Linked DNA regions of Hordeum vulgare: region 2 is linked to region 1. A link is a contact called in public Hi-C data. All regions are on one chromosome and are shown on one strand. Each heading gives the region's core, a stretch centred on a gene start, on an enhancer-like site or on the middle of the called end of the contact. The rest is flanking DNA. Distances are from core to core; before and after follow the strand shown.

Region 1 (6,352 bases), core at 1,434-3,933:
AAATTTAATGCAAACTATGAATTTTCTTTGAATTTTACTCGATTTTTACCGAATTTGGACCGTTTAAAAAAAATTAGATGATTTGGGGAAGTAATTGAAAACCTGAGCCCTCTAGCCAATATTTTTGGTCGACGCACCCGAGGGCGGTGCTATATCACATCGGTGGAATGGCTGGAGATGCTCTAAGAACAAGTACAACAGTATAGCCAGCTGCTGGCTATAAGCTATTGTCATGTCATCTATAGCCCATCATATAGCCAATATGTACAATAGTTCATTGTAAAAGTGTATTATTTTTTTTATTATATGACTCACCTTTCGTACTCACAAAATGCCTAGGAGCACGTGTTAGAGCCGGCTCTTAGCTAAGAGCCCGCTTACCTTCTCTCTCCTCTTCTTTTTTCCTTGAACTAAACAAAAATATACTCCCTCCGTCTGAAAATAATTGTCCTAGAAATGTACAAAATGGATGCATCTGTAACTAAAATAAGTCTAGATACATCTATTTCTAGGACAAGTATTTCTGGACGGAGGGAGTATTAGTTTATTCCTTATAGCGAGTTGACTGAGTTGTATTGTAGTTGCTCTAAGAGCAACTGTAGCACACCCCGCATTCGCCTCCGACCCGCAAAATAACCGCCAAAATGCGGGTAGGGACCGGAAAGCCAGCCCGACCAGACCCCGCATCCCGCCCGGGCCCGCAAATTTTTTTGGGGGGCGCGGCAAATTCCCGACCCCAACCTGGGAAAACACGGGTTTCCCCCTCGTGGCTGCGGTGCCTTGCATCACACAGAAGCACTTGGCGGGAGGGACATTTCAGCCCACGCTATTTTCCCCCTCCTTCCGCCGCCGCCCCGCCCTTGCTTTCGCCCGCCCGCCGCCGGCGATTCCGGCCATATCTGCAGGCGAGCCGCTGCACCGCCCCTCCGGATCCGGCAAGAAGAGCCGCCCCCCGCCGCCGCCGCCGCCGAGCGCACCCCCTCGTCGCCGCCCGGGATCACCCGCCGCCGGTTAGTCCCTTTTTGTGATTTTTGCGAGCTGTGCGAGAAGATGGAGTTGGCCCCGTGCGAGAAGTTCTTACTATCCGATTCGTCCGATTCGGACGGCTCGGATGTTGAGACCATGCTTGTGAACTTTCGGCAGCAAACATTAATCATGGCGCTTGCCGTGAAGGAGCATGAAGACGAGAACCGGAAGAGGAGGCGAGGATCGACTGTCGGGCGTTTGTGCATTCCTCGGAACGAGATGTTGATGCAAGACTATTTCGCGGAGAATCCTACATATCCTCCGCACCTCTTCCGGAGAAGGTACCGAATGCGCCGATCCCTCTTTGTGAAAATTCTTCAAGCTTGCGAGGCAAGTTGCCGGTATTTTACTCAAAGAAGGAATGCCGCGGGCTTAAAGAGATTTAGTGCATATCAAAAATTCTCCGCAGCTATGCGGGTGATTTCATATGACGTTCCGGCTGACTATGCCGATGAGTATCTTCACATTGGTGAAGATACCACAATTGAGTCTGTGCGTAGATTTGCGAAAAGTGATCATCCGTGTCTTCAGTCCTGAGTATCTTCGGGCACCCAATGAAGATGACACAAAAAAATTGACGGCATCTAATGAGAGGAGAGGTTGGCCTGGCATGCTAGGTAGCATTGACTGTATGCATTGGAATTGGAAAAGTTGCTCCAAGGCATGGCAAGGAATGTATTGTGGCAAGTCTCGTGATGCAACAATTGTGCTAGAGGCCGTAGCATCCGATAATTTATGGATTTGACATTGCTTTTTTGGTATGCCGGTCACTCTCAATGATATCAATGTGTTGCAACGGTCTCATTTGTTTGCTAGGCTTGCTAGTGGTGATGCTCCTGCTTGCAACTACACTATCAATGAACATGAATACACAAAGGGGTACTATCTTGCAGATGATATATACCTTCCTTGGTGCACATTTGTCAAGAGCATAAAAGAATCCAAAACAAAAAAACAATGTGAATTTGCAAAGGTGCAAGAGGCAGCCCGCAAAGACATTGAAAGATCATTCATTGTTTTGCAATCTAGGTTTGCCATTGTCCATGGTCCTGCTCGTTTTTGGGATAAGAAAACCTTGAGGAACATCATGACATGCTGTGTTATCCTGCATAATATGATTCTTGAAGATGAGAGAGAATTGAACTTAGAATTCTTTTACGACAATATGGGTAGCCGTGTCAAACCAGCTAGAGACCCAAACCGTATTAGAGCTTTTCTTCACACATACAAGGAGATTGAAAATGCAGACACTCACTTTCAACTTCAGAAAAATCTCATTGAACACCATTGGCAAAGGGCTAGACAGTGACTTATTTTTGTATTCATTTGTATTTGTATTCATGACAAATTGTGAATAATTATTTGTAATGCGGATGATTATTGTATTATGTTTGATTCGAATAATTCAGTTTGTTTTCAATTGTTGAATTATGTTATACTTGATATTTGCGGGCTGATGATATGCGGGATGCAGCGGCGTAAAGAGCAGACCCCGCAAAGCCGATTCGTAAAAAAATATATTTTTTACGAATCCGTTTGGGAGTCTTCATCTGTGTCCGTTCGGACCAGCCCGCAAAAGCTGTTTTGCACGGCAAAGCCTTTTGCTGGCCGGCGAGATGCGGGGTCTGCTAGAAGAGTTGCTCTCAGCTAGCCTGCATCGTTGCACGTCAGGCTTTCCCAAACCTCCCGTCCCTGCGGATTGCGGCCGCGCGAGGAGACGGAGGCTCGTTCGCCGGCCACCATCACCATGTCCTCCTCCCTCGCGCTCTCGCTCCCACCCCGGTGCGCGCTCCCCCTCCCGCCACTTCGCCTCGCCCCCAAGCACCCATCTCTCCGCGCCAACCAGTGCCACCTCCTCCTCCGCACGACCGAGCGCCCGCTCCCCCCGCCCCGCCGCCTCCTCCTCCCCCCTAGGGCTTCGTCGTCCGCCACAACCCCCGCCGAGCCGGCGCGTGAGGGTGGCGCGGGGGGGAAGAAGGTGCCCGGGTTCCGCAACAGGTTCCTGGACCTGGCGCGGCTTGGGGCCGTGGCGGAGGGCGCGGCGGAGGCCTTCTTCCGCAGCGAAATACGGCGGCGGCTTGCCGTCACGGCCGTGCTCATCGTGCTCAGCCGCGTCGGCTACTTCGTGCCGCTTCCTGGGTTCGACCGCCGCCTCATCCCCGACTCCTATCTCAGCTTCGCCCCGCTCCCTGCAGGTACTGTCCTCTGGATTATCCCTTCGTGTTAGCCGCACTGTACTGTACACGTGCCGAAGCGTCTAGGCGTGTCACGGAATTTTGTCAAACATCTTAAATTGCAGTTTGCGATGCGCCTTCATCTATGCAGATGACCTCGTTGATTTTGCTTCTGAACTGAAGCTATCATTTTTCCAGCTGGGAATCAGTCATCAGATATCAGCATCGATTGTGATGCAGGTTAGATATTCTCTTCTTCTGTTTTCCGATAACAATATTCCAATGTCATTAGCCACAGCAGAAATCTCAAATTTATCGTTTTCTTTTTCGCCTTCTCACTATTGCCGTTACACTGTTGTTTGAATTTACATTCATGCATTCCCGTCAATTACCGTTTCACCAGAGCTGTTTTGTTTTGCTTGTTCGACAGTTAGAACCTGACATATTTTGGGGTTCAACTAGGTTCAGATCCCATTAACCCCACTTTAAGGTCCTAGTGGGAGCGGGCCTCCTGCAGTGCCGCATGAACCATCTCACATAAGATGGTACATGGATGCCTGCAGGTTAGCACACAACAGATGTGGAACTTGTGGATCAACCCGCTCGGTCACAACTAAGGCCACTTGTCCTGCGTGGTCTGTGCGAACGGCCGAATTGATCAGCCTCTGCCATTGCATGCTGCAGCTTCGACATTGAAGTCAAATCTGAACACAAGCGTGAACACATCAGCCTCTCTCCACTCTTGTTATGACATCATCGTTGATGATGTGTGTCACCGATTGATTCATGTTCATATGCAACATCTAGACTGGTCTAAGAAGTACCGACATTGATTTATTGATACATGAGCGTCCCCATCAATTATCGTCTCTATCCTGACATAGCGAGCTTAACTATGCGTATCTCTGTTTGTTAATCGATTAATTTCAGTTAGGAGAGTTACTGTATGTGCAATCTAGCATACTAGCTGGAACACATAGCATACATACTAGACGATGCCGCTTTGTGGGTTGCTGCAAATGCCCACATAATGCAAGCGGGACGGCGTGGGCAGAAGCGGGCAGCCGGCTGTTAGTCCCCCTTAAACCCTGAAGGCCTGAACCCCCAGCCAAAGATAATTCGTGACATATGCTATGCAGTGGCAATGAAGTTTATTGTCACAACCAAAATGAACATGACCGAAGGATTTTATGCACCTGACCTCAACATGATGGACGATAACCAAATCCACACTTAAAATTCTAAACATTAGAAAAGTTCAGGTTTTTGTATCTGTTAGGCTCCATTTCATCCATACAAAACATAGTTTCAACTTTCAAGTTTTTTTGCCTTTGGTACGCACCATTACAGCTGCACGTAAGATAAGCTTACGTAGCAGAGAGAAGCTGCCTATGTTTGGTTCTTGCCCAAGCTTGCCCTACCAAATATTTGGCTAGCCAAATAAATTGTTAAGCTTTTGGTTGCCCATTAGTTGGTGTCTACATTGGGAAAAATGAACTAGAGTGGGTGAAAGAGCCATTGACACGGCAAAAAACTGGCAACCCTCCAAACAAAGAGGCCAAAATTTTGCCACAAAGTTCCAAACATACCCTTAGCACAATGGAGCAAGAAAATGAGGTCTGTTGTCATACAGCTGGGGGCGTTTTGGTCTTAATTTTGGGCTATCGAGGCCATAAAGAGAATATCAGACCTGGATGTCATGCACGTATTCAAGCAACAGTGTGATAGCAATAGTGACAAGTCTGAAAAGAAGAGCGTAAAATTGAGATTTAGGCTGTGGCTAGTGGCGCAAGCAAGATGTTCCCTTTTTTTGGGGACAAAGGAAGCTGGAATGTCTCCTAGACCTTAGCTCTCCATTTACAGAAAACCAGAATCCTTACAAACAACCACTTTGTAGTTGTAACTACGACAATCAAGCCACTTAAAAGTCTACTTGGGTAACTTCAGTGTGTCTTATGATTATACTAGCTGAAGGCAATTTTTATTGCAAGATATAACAACCCTTTATACTACTACAATAACGACTTGTGTCTGTGTTAGGTTCTTTGCCATGTTCTTCCATCACTTGAAAAGATTCGCAAGGAAGGATTAGACGGGCATGAGAAGATCAAAAGCTATATGTGTGTTTAGTTGTCTATCTTTAACAGTGAGATTGAATTTCTCTTGGGAACTGTTCCATTTTCTATAACCTCATCTAGTCTGAGCTCCTCCATCTTGATGTCTAGATGGTGGCTATCACTGGGTTTTGCAATTGTGGCTGCTTGTACTGTGTCATGCTATTCGCTGCAGTACTCCATATATGCAGCAAGTTACAGGTAAATTACCTTTTATGTGTATATGATATGATACTTTGGCTTCTGTTTTGCTCGTATCTGGCAAGCTTGCTGAAGTGCTCCACCATTGGCCACATCATGCCTGTTCCTTTGATTTTTTCCTTTTCTTTTGCCATACATCTATGGAAGATGGAGGCACTTTAAAATTAGAATTGGCACAAATGTGTGCTGTTATCAGAGTTTGCATATAACTTATCATTTGATTTACGGCATGCCCTGACTCATTTGTACAGTGATGAGACATTATAAGTCGTCCTAATTTGATTGAACTGGAGGGATGCTTTCTGTTCTCTCTGTTGCTCTATCTATTTTCCTTTCATATGTCTCAGGGTTAAGCATGTCATATTAACAAGCTTTCTGCTTGTCCTCGGTGCAATGTCAACGACTTGGATCTGTGACACCATAACGGAATCTGGCTTTGGTAGTACTTTCATCTCCTTCATATTTTGTTTTAACACCATTTGTTGCATGAGTTGACTCTTTTGTGTTATTATGTTGTACTATTCAACATTCTGTCATGTGCATGCTGTACTTGGAAGTCTTGAATGGTTATTCGTACGAGTCTGTTTTGAGTCACATTTTTCATATTACTAGTATAGTACGCCCTCCGTTCACAAATGTAATATGTTTTGGATATTTCAATATGGACATACGGACTGAAATGAGTGAACACACTAAAACGTATCTATATACATCCGATTCACAAAAAAGTAGAACATCTTATATTTATGAACGGAGGGAGTACATGTCTACGCATCATTTCCTTAAGTCGTGACCATTTGATTGTTGTTTTTGTCTGAATGAGATATTTCTGTTCTG
Region 2 (6,352 bases), core at 2,670-5,169, 310 kb after region 1:
CCAATTAAGTTGTGAAGATTGCCCCAACCTTGTTCGTACGGGTTCGGTGACCGCCCTCAGGGCCCCCCTTAGTGGAATCACAACATCTAGCATTGTGCGAGGGCGTGAGGAGATTACGGTGGCCTTAGTGTCATCTTGGGGAGCATTGTGCCTCCACACTACTCCAAACGGAGATTAGCATCCGCAAGGGTGTGAAGTTCGGGATACATCGTCGTCTCCGCGTGCCTCGGTTATCTCTTACCCGAGTCCTTTACTTATGCACTTTGTCCTGTGATAGCCATATTGTTTCTTGTCATATATCTTGCTATCACTTAGTTGTTTATCTTGCTTAACATAAGTTGTTGGTGCACATAGGTGAACCTAATTGTTTTAGGTTTTGTGCTTGACAAATTAAACGTTAGTTTTATTCCGCATTTGTTCAAGCCTAAATCGTAATTATTTTAAAGCGCCTATTCACCCCCTCTAGGCGACAACATCAATAGGTTTTTCTTGACCGACATTGTTGTTGTCGTGGCGCAAGGGGGTTTGAGGTCCTGCTACACCTGGAGATTCTTCTTTTGGCATGTAGTACGGCGGTTCAAAACCCATAGCAGAGGCACCAATTTTGATGGCGGTGGAGAAAGGAGCAGACATGATGGGACGTTGCTGCAAGGCAGCCCGAGGAGGACTAAGCTATTTTGGATGCCATATTATCTTGTTTTTTCTAACTCTACATGTCAATGATTGATACTGAAGGAGGCTCAACATTGATTGTTACGCCCTGCTAAGATTTGAGAAATACTTACGAATTGCAATATTTTTCTGTATTTCTCCAGAGCCACCAAATATGACTTCTGTTTTCTGCGGAACACTACTTTTTGTTATTTTTATTTTCAAAAACTGATTTTCATTTTGGCCAGAGATATACCAAAGCGATGATGGTTAACTTGGAAATAGAGTTTATTTGGTAACATGCCAATGTAATATATACTTCTGGAAGAATGATCAGTTGAAAGTCTACAAAAAACATTAGAAATGACATGCTTGGTCGAGAGTGCACCATTTCGTTGGCTTCCTTCACACAATCCTTCGCCATGCTATATTTATGAAGAGGTAATATTTAGTGTTGTATGTGCACATTATTAGCTCTTATGTGCTAAATGTCAGTCATTATGTAGGTAAAGACATATGACAGGCAAAGAATAGCAAACGATTTCACATATCGGTTAGTGTGCCTTTATGGCCCAACTCCATGTTTCGAACCTTCTACATTGATATTATGGTTTGATGATTCTGAAGGGGTAAGAAAATGGCAAATAATCCATCAAAATTCATGGTGTGGATGTGCAAGGTTGGGGGATTTTCAGACGGATGCGCCATTGATGGTGGTTGCGAGCTTGGCAGCAAGCTTGGCTAGGGAAGGTAAAGATAGTGGGTGAAGAAGTGGAGGAGAAGGAGCAAGAAGAAGAAGAGTGCTTTAAGGATAGAAAAGAAATCAACAATGCTACTTAATGTGCATTAGGATCCTAAAAATGTACGTTTGGGACAATTAAGCACTAGCACATTCATGTCGTTGTTGCAACACACAAGCTGATTAGTTCAAATTGTTTTGTCTCCGCGTCTTGCTTGTGCACTACATAATTATGTCGTCCACAAATAACATACAAAGGGTGAGATGGTGTTAGACTACCGACGTAAGGTGTTCATGAGGGTGGGTGAAGACGAAGGGGAGGAATAATAGGATGCCACATGCATATTTCAACCGGTGCGAAAATATGTAGACGGATGGCGTATGGTCCCTACCATATCATTCACTAAATAAACTTATAAAATGAATTATAAATACATATTGACATCTCGCTTAATTATCTATTTGTTTATTCACTAATATCTGATTGAATCGGGCATGTGTGCGCGAGGGAGGGAATATGAGAGAAACATTGGCATTTTTCATGTCTTGGATGAACATTTTTATTCATAGCTTTCGTTTTCTATGAGAACACATGAGTGTGGCTATGTCGTGGTAGAGCCTGGGAAGAAGGCTGGGTCCAGTATAGAACCGAGAGGTACTAGCACAAACAAGGGAAGACGGTTGCCATCCTTATTCCTTGCTGCTGGGCGGCCATGGCGACGTTGATCATTGCCTCACTTAAAACACAAGTTGATGGATTGTGATAAGCGTGAGGGTTGAGAGTGAGTGGGGTGGGCATTAGGGTTGTTCTGTTCGATTACGTATCTGCCTTCTTGGCTTTGAGGGCGTCACAGACGACACATACTTCCTCTCCCTTGATGGCGGTGATGGAACAACACAAACACGGGGGATGAGATCATGATAGCAAGCAAGGCAGACATTACGACAGACTGCTCCTTGACGGTCTGTGAGGAAAGTATGATGTAAAGGGAATAGGGTGTCATGGAGAAAGTAAGGTGGGTGCCATCCTGTTTTAAAGAAGAGGGCTCCAGCATTAAATGTCCCGCTACGATGGAAAACCGAGCGAAAAAGGGAGGGTTCGACGCGAAAAGGAGAGGGTACATAATGGGGGTTGGGTTTTGCACTGGGACCGTGTGTTGGAGATAACATCATGAATAGTTCGGACAACCACATTTCTTCCTCACATGTGCGCAAGATTTGGGAAACCCGGATTGTCTAGACTGTTGAATTTTGAAGAACATACTAGGCGCCCGTTTGATGTCCGAACACTTTCGGATGTATGAGAAAAAAAGCTTTGATTTTGAAGACAATTTTAGTTATTTCTCTGATTTATTTATATGCATTGTTATCCGTAGCAGCCCATAGCAACGCATAGGTATCCCATAGTAACGCATATGTGTTCTATTAGTTTCTTTTAATGATTTAGAGTGGTCTTGTTTTCTGTTGCGCTGCTACTTGGGCTAGGCCAAGGACAAACCGCTCGTTTCCACTCAGTGGGGCCCAGATCTAGCCAAAACGGGTCGTGTAACCGGGCCGACCCGACAGGCCGCGTGCCTGGCACGACATGGGCCCAGTCCGACACGGGCTAATCGTGCTCGGGCCCGACATGAAGCACGCCTCGGACCGTGCCTGGGCCTAGAGGCTGGGCATGCGGGCCGACACGTCACGACCCGTTTACCGTTTTTATTTTTTGTTTTTATTTATATATATATAAGATAAAAAAACCCAATAGGTTAAAATTAAGGCCCTGTTTGGGACTGCTTTAATTCACTAAAATCAGCTTCACTTCATGAAATTCACTTTGGAGCAGTTTCATACAGAAGCTACAACACTATCAAGAGAGTGTTTGGCTTCCATCTAGCTCGAGCTTCAAGAATAAAAAAACTGGTGAAAAGAATCTATTTGATTAGTTGATGGAAAAGAAATGAAGGAGTATTCACTTACTGGTGGCAGTGGTGGACAATTTCTCCTCAACTCCAGCTTCTAGAGTTTTTTGGAGCACCCTCTCAGGAGCTTCATAAAAACTTTGAAGTTGTACTCCAGATTCTAGTTTTTTTACACATCAACATATCGTGAAGCTACCCGTTTGACTTGTCTTTTCTGAAACAAAGCTGAATTTTAAGGAGCAGAGCAGTCCAAACAGGCTTTAACACAAAAAACAGCCCAACATGTCAAAATCGGTCCAAATAATAGCCGAACAGGCTGAAATCGGCCCAAATAACGGCCTAAAATACTAAAATCCTAACAGGCCAGCGGACGTGGCATGCCGACGGGCCGACCTGCATAGCCCCGTGCCGTGCTTGGGCCTGGACCCCGGACACGTGGCTCGGCACGACACAACTTCTTTAATAAACGTGCCTCGACGGACCGTGCCGTGTCAGACACGATTCTGGCGGGCCGTGCTGGGCCGTGCCGGGCCAGGCCCGTTTGGCCATGTATGGTCGGGCCCGTACGATGCAACCAGGCCTGCACGGGGCAACAGCACATTTTCCCCGATCCATTCCACTCATTTCCGCCGCCGCTGTCTCTCACATCTCTTTCGTGCGAACTCCCGGCCCCTTTCCTCCCTTCCCCTCTGCTCCCCAAGGACGCAGGCTCAGGTAGGTACTGTAGCACCGGCGGACGGCGGTCCGGAGCTGCTCTTTGTCCGTGGAGGTAAAGGACCTCCTCTCCGCCCCCTCCTTCCCCTTCCATCCTCCTCTCCATGATTCCATTTATGGTCGCGTTTCGCCTTTGTTTTCTTCAAATTTGTGCGACCAATCTGAGACGCCGCAGTTACTTCGACCGCTGATTTGTGGGGGTTTGGACGCCAGGGTTTGGGCCGTGCTCGTACCCATGCCTGCGAGGGTAAAATCTGCGACGCGGACTGTTGGAGGTGTAGGGTTTTGGCGATGTTCGTGAACTTGCCCGCGCGGGTGTGATTCTTACAGATGCCTAGTTCTTACTATGATGCTCGGTTTGCTTGCTTGCTCGGCTTGCCCATGATTATTTTCTCGTGACGGCTTCTGTTTTGGACTGCTTGTGTGATTTATTTATGCTTAGGCCACGACTGAAAATGATGCTATGTGATTTTTTTTTTGCCATGTTAACACGGATGCACCTCTTTGCTTGTTAAAATGGCCTAGGATGATGTCTTCTGTTGGTAATTTCAGTTGTACGTTATGTATGATGCTATGGTAAACCTAATGCACCTCCTTAATTGTTGGCCTATGGTGGTTTTATTGGTATGGGAAATGTGGAATGCTGTTTCTCATGCACCTTACTAGCTGTAATCGTCCTAAGATTGGTTTTCTTGGTTGAAATATTCGATGCCATGTTGAATTTGATATAGCAGTGTGAATTATTTGGTCTTTGCACGGTTGGCATAAATGGTCTGAGTCCACATCTTTCTTGCCAAACTATTGTGAGGTGCAAATGATGTTTACATTAAATATTGGTGCTTCCTGTTGCCATTTAACTTTGCAATCCGATGATTGGGTATATGTTAGCACAGCATCTGTTGCAGAGCATTAGGTGTAGGGTCAAATGGTCAGTGATCACATGATACTGGAGGAGCATCGTTATGATATGGCAGCCTTTTCATGTCATGGGCTGGGTTCACTTCCATGAATTCAACCATTTAAGTAGCAGCAGAAGCATTTACTTGTGGTTCACATGCCTTAATTTTGGATAGATGGATGACTTTGGCTGGACCCAAAATGTTGATAGTATGGGCTGCAGTGTGTCATGGCAAATATATGTGCTTACATGGCCATGATTTTTAGAAGGGCCAGAACTACCCATTCACCTATTGTGCAATAATTTGGAGAGACATGTAGGATTCCAAACCTACGCTTCGTAACCACTCCAATTAGGATACAAATTGCCTATTTCTTATATTGTCACCTTTTCCTCGATTGATTATTGCCGCAGCACAACCTTCATAGCTCTGTCGAGGAACTAGTTACCATGACCCTGGTACAACCATAGGTTTTGGCATTGCAAGCCACATCTACTCAATTTACACACCACATCATATTCTGCCATTATTAATTCATTGAACCTAAACCTAACACGAACAGCAAAGGTATGTTTCAGGTTTTTTTGTGTGGACTCCACCTGTTGCTATTATACTGCTGAGCCCGTTGCTTTAAGTGAACTGCTGCTGATAGCAAATTTGTTGAAGTAAACTCTCGTTGCTTTATATTCATGGTCCTTTTGCAGCTAGCAAACTTGCTAGGCTTATTTGTTCTGCTGATTATTCATTGGACTAATGCCAAGCTTGCTTGGAGACTTGGGATCAGAGTTGATTCTCTTACAGCTCGGCCATACTCACTTTGGATGATCACGCTATTACTGTTATTTGCTATTCATTTAGGATTCTATGTCACTGTACTGGAATGTCTCGAACATCAGATTTGAGGAAATTCTCGAGAACTGACTGTTTTTTGGTTAGGTCAGAGCCACTATCTAAGATGCCTTGAAATGAAATAGTGCCTGTGGGTCTGTGGTGTGTTTCAATATTGTGGTTGTTGAATATTATTTTCTCTACATACATTGCTTCTTTGTTATGTCTTCTTACTAACCCCCTTTATTTGTCAATGTGCATTTCTGCTTATGGTCAAATCAGATCACTTCAGGGCTCCATCTGAAAAGACATGACCTTGGCCTCCACATTGGGAAGGTGAGTAGCAACCAATCATGGCATCAAGGGCAATCATTAGGAGAAGAAAGTATCTCTTGGATCATGTTAACGCACCTATCCTCTCGTCTTCCTCCTCTTCATTCCTCCATGGAACATTTGGTTTTAAGCCTGAGCCAAGAATAGCACAACAATTTCTTGAGCAAAGCTTAGGGGACTCGAAGTCTGAGAAGGAGAAGGAGCAATATAGTGTCAATTTTACAAAGGGGGGTCTGCTAGGTCCTGATAACGGGCTTCTGCGACGTCCAGCTCACGTGATT

Evidence for each region. A called contact is a pair of places that touch in the nucleus more often than the background predicts.
Region 2: a Hi-C map of leaf shows a contact between it and region 1, with 4 times the contacts expected there. The contact joins the promoter of LOC123442049 here to the promoter of LOC123442027 in region 1. A contact is called at or near these places in 3 of 6 Hi-C or Micro-C datasets (leaf and seedling) and 1 of 1 datasets of contacts at active chromatin or transcription factors (embryo).

The regions. Positions count from the first base shown.
Region 1 is chr1H:421,017,335-421,023,686 of MorexV3_pseudomolecules_assembly, forward strand. It overlaps LOC123442027 (preprotein translocase subunit SCY2, chloroplastic), which reads left to right and starts at 2,684. Exons shown (of 13, transcript XM_045118157.1): 1 at 2,684-3,221; 2 at 3,352-3,440; 3 at 5,241-5,320; 4 at 5,426-5,515; 5 at 5,863-5,954. The coding sequence starts at 2,774.
Region 2 is chr1H:421,326,640-421,332,991 of MorexV3_pseudomolecules_assembly, forward strand. LOC123442049 (mitochondrial proton/calcium exchanger protein-like) reads left to right here and starts at 3,920. Exons shown (of 15, transcript XM_045118169.1): 1 at 3,920-4,066; 2 at 6,021-6,352. The coding sequence starts at 6,092.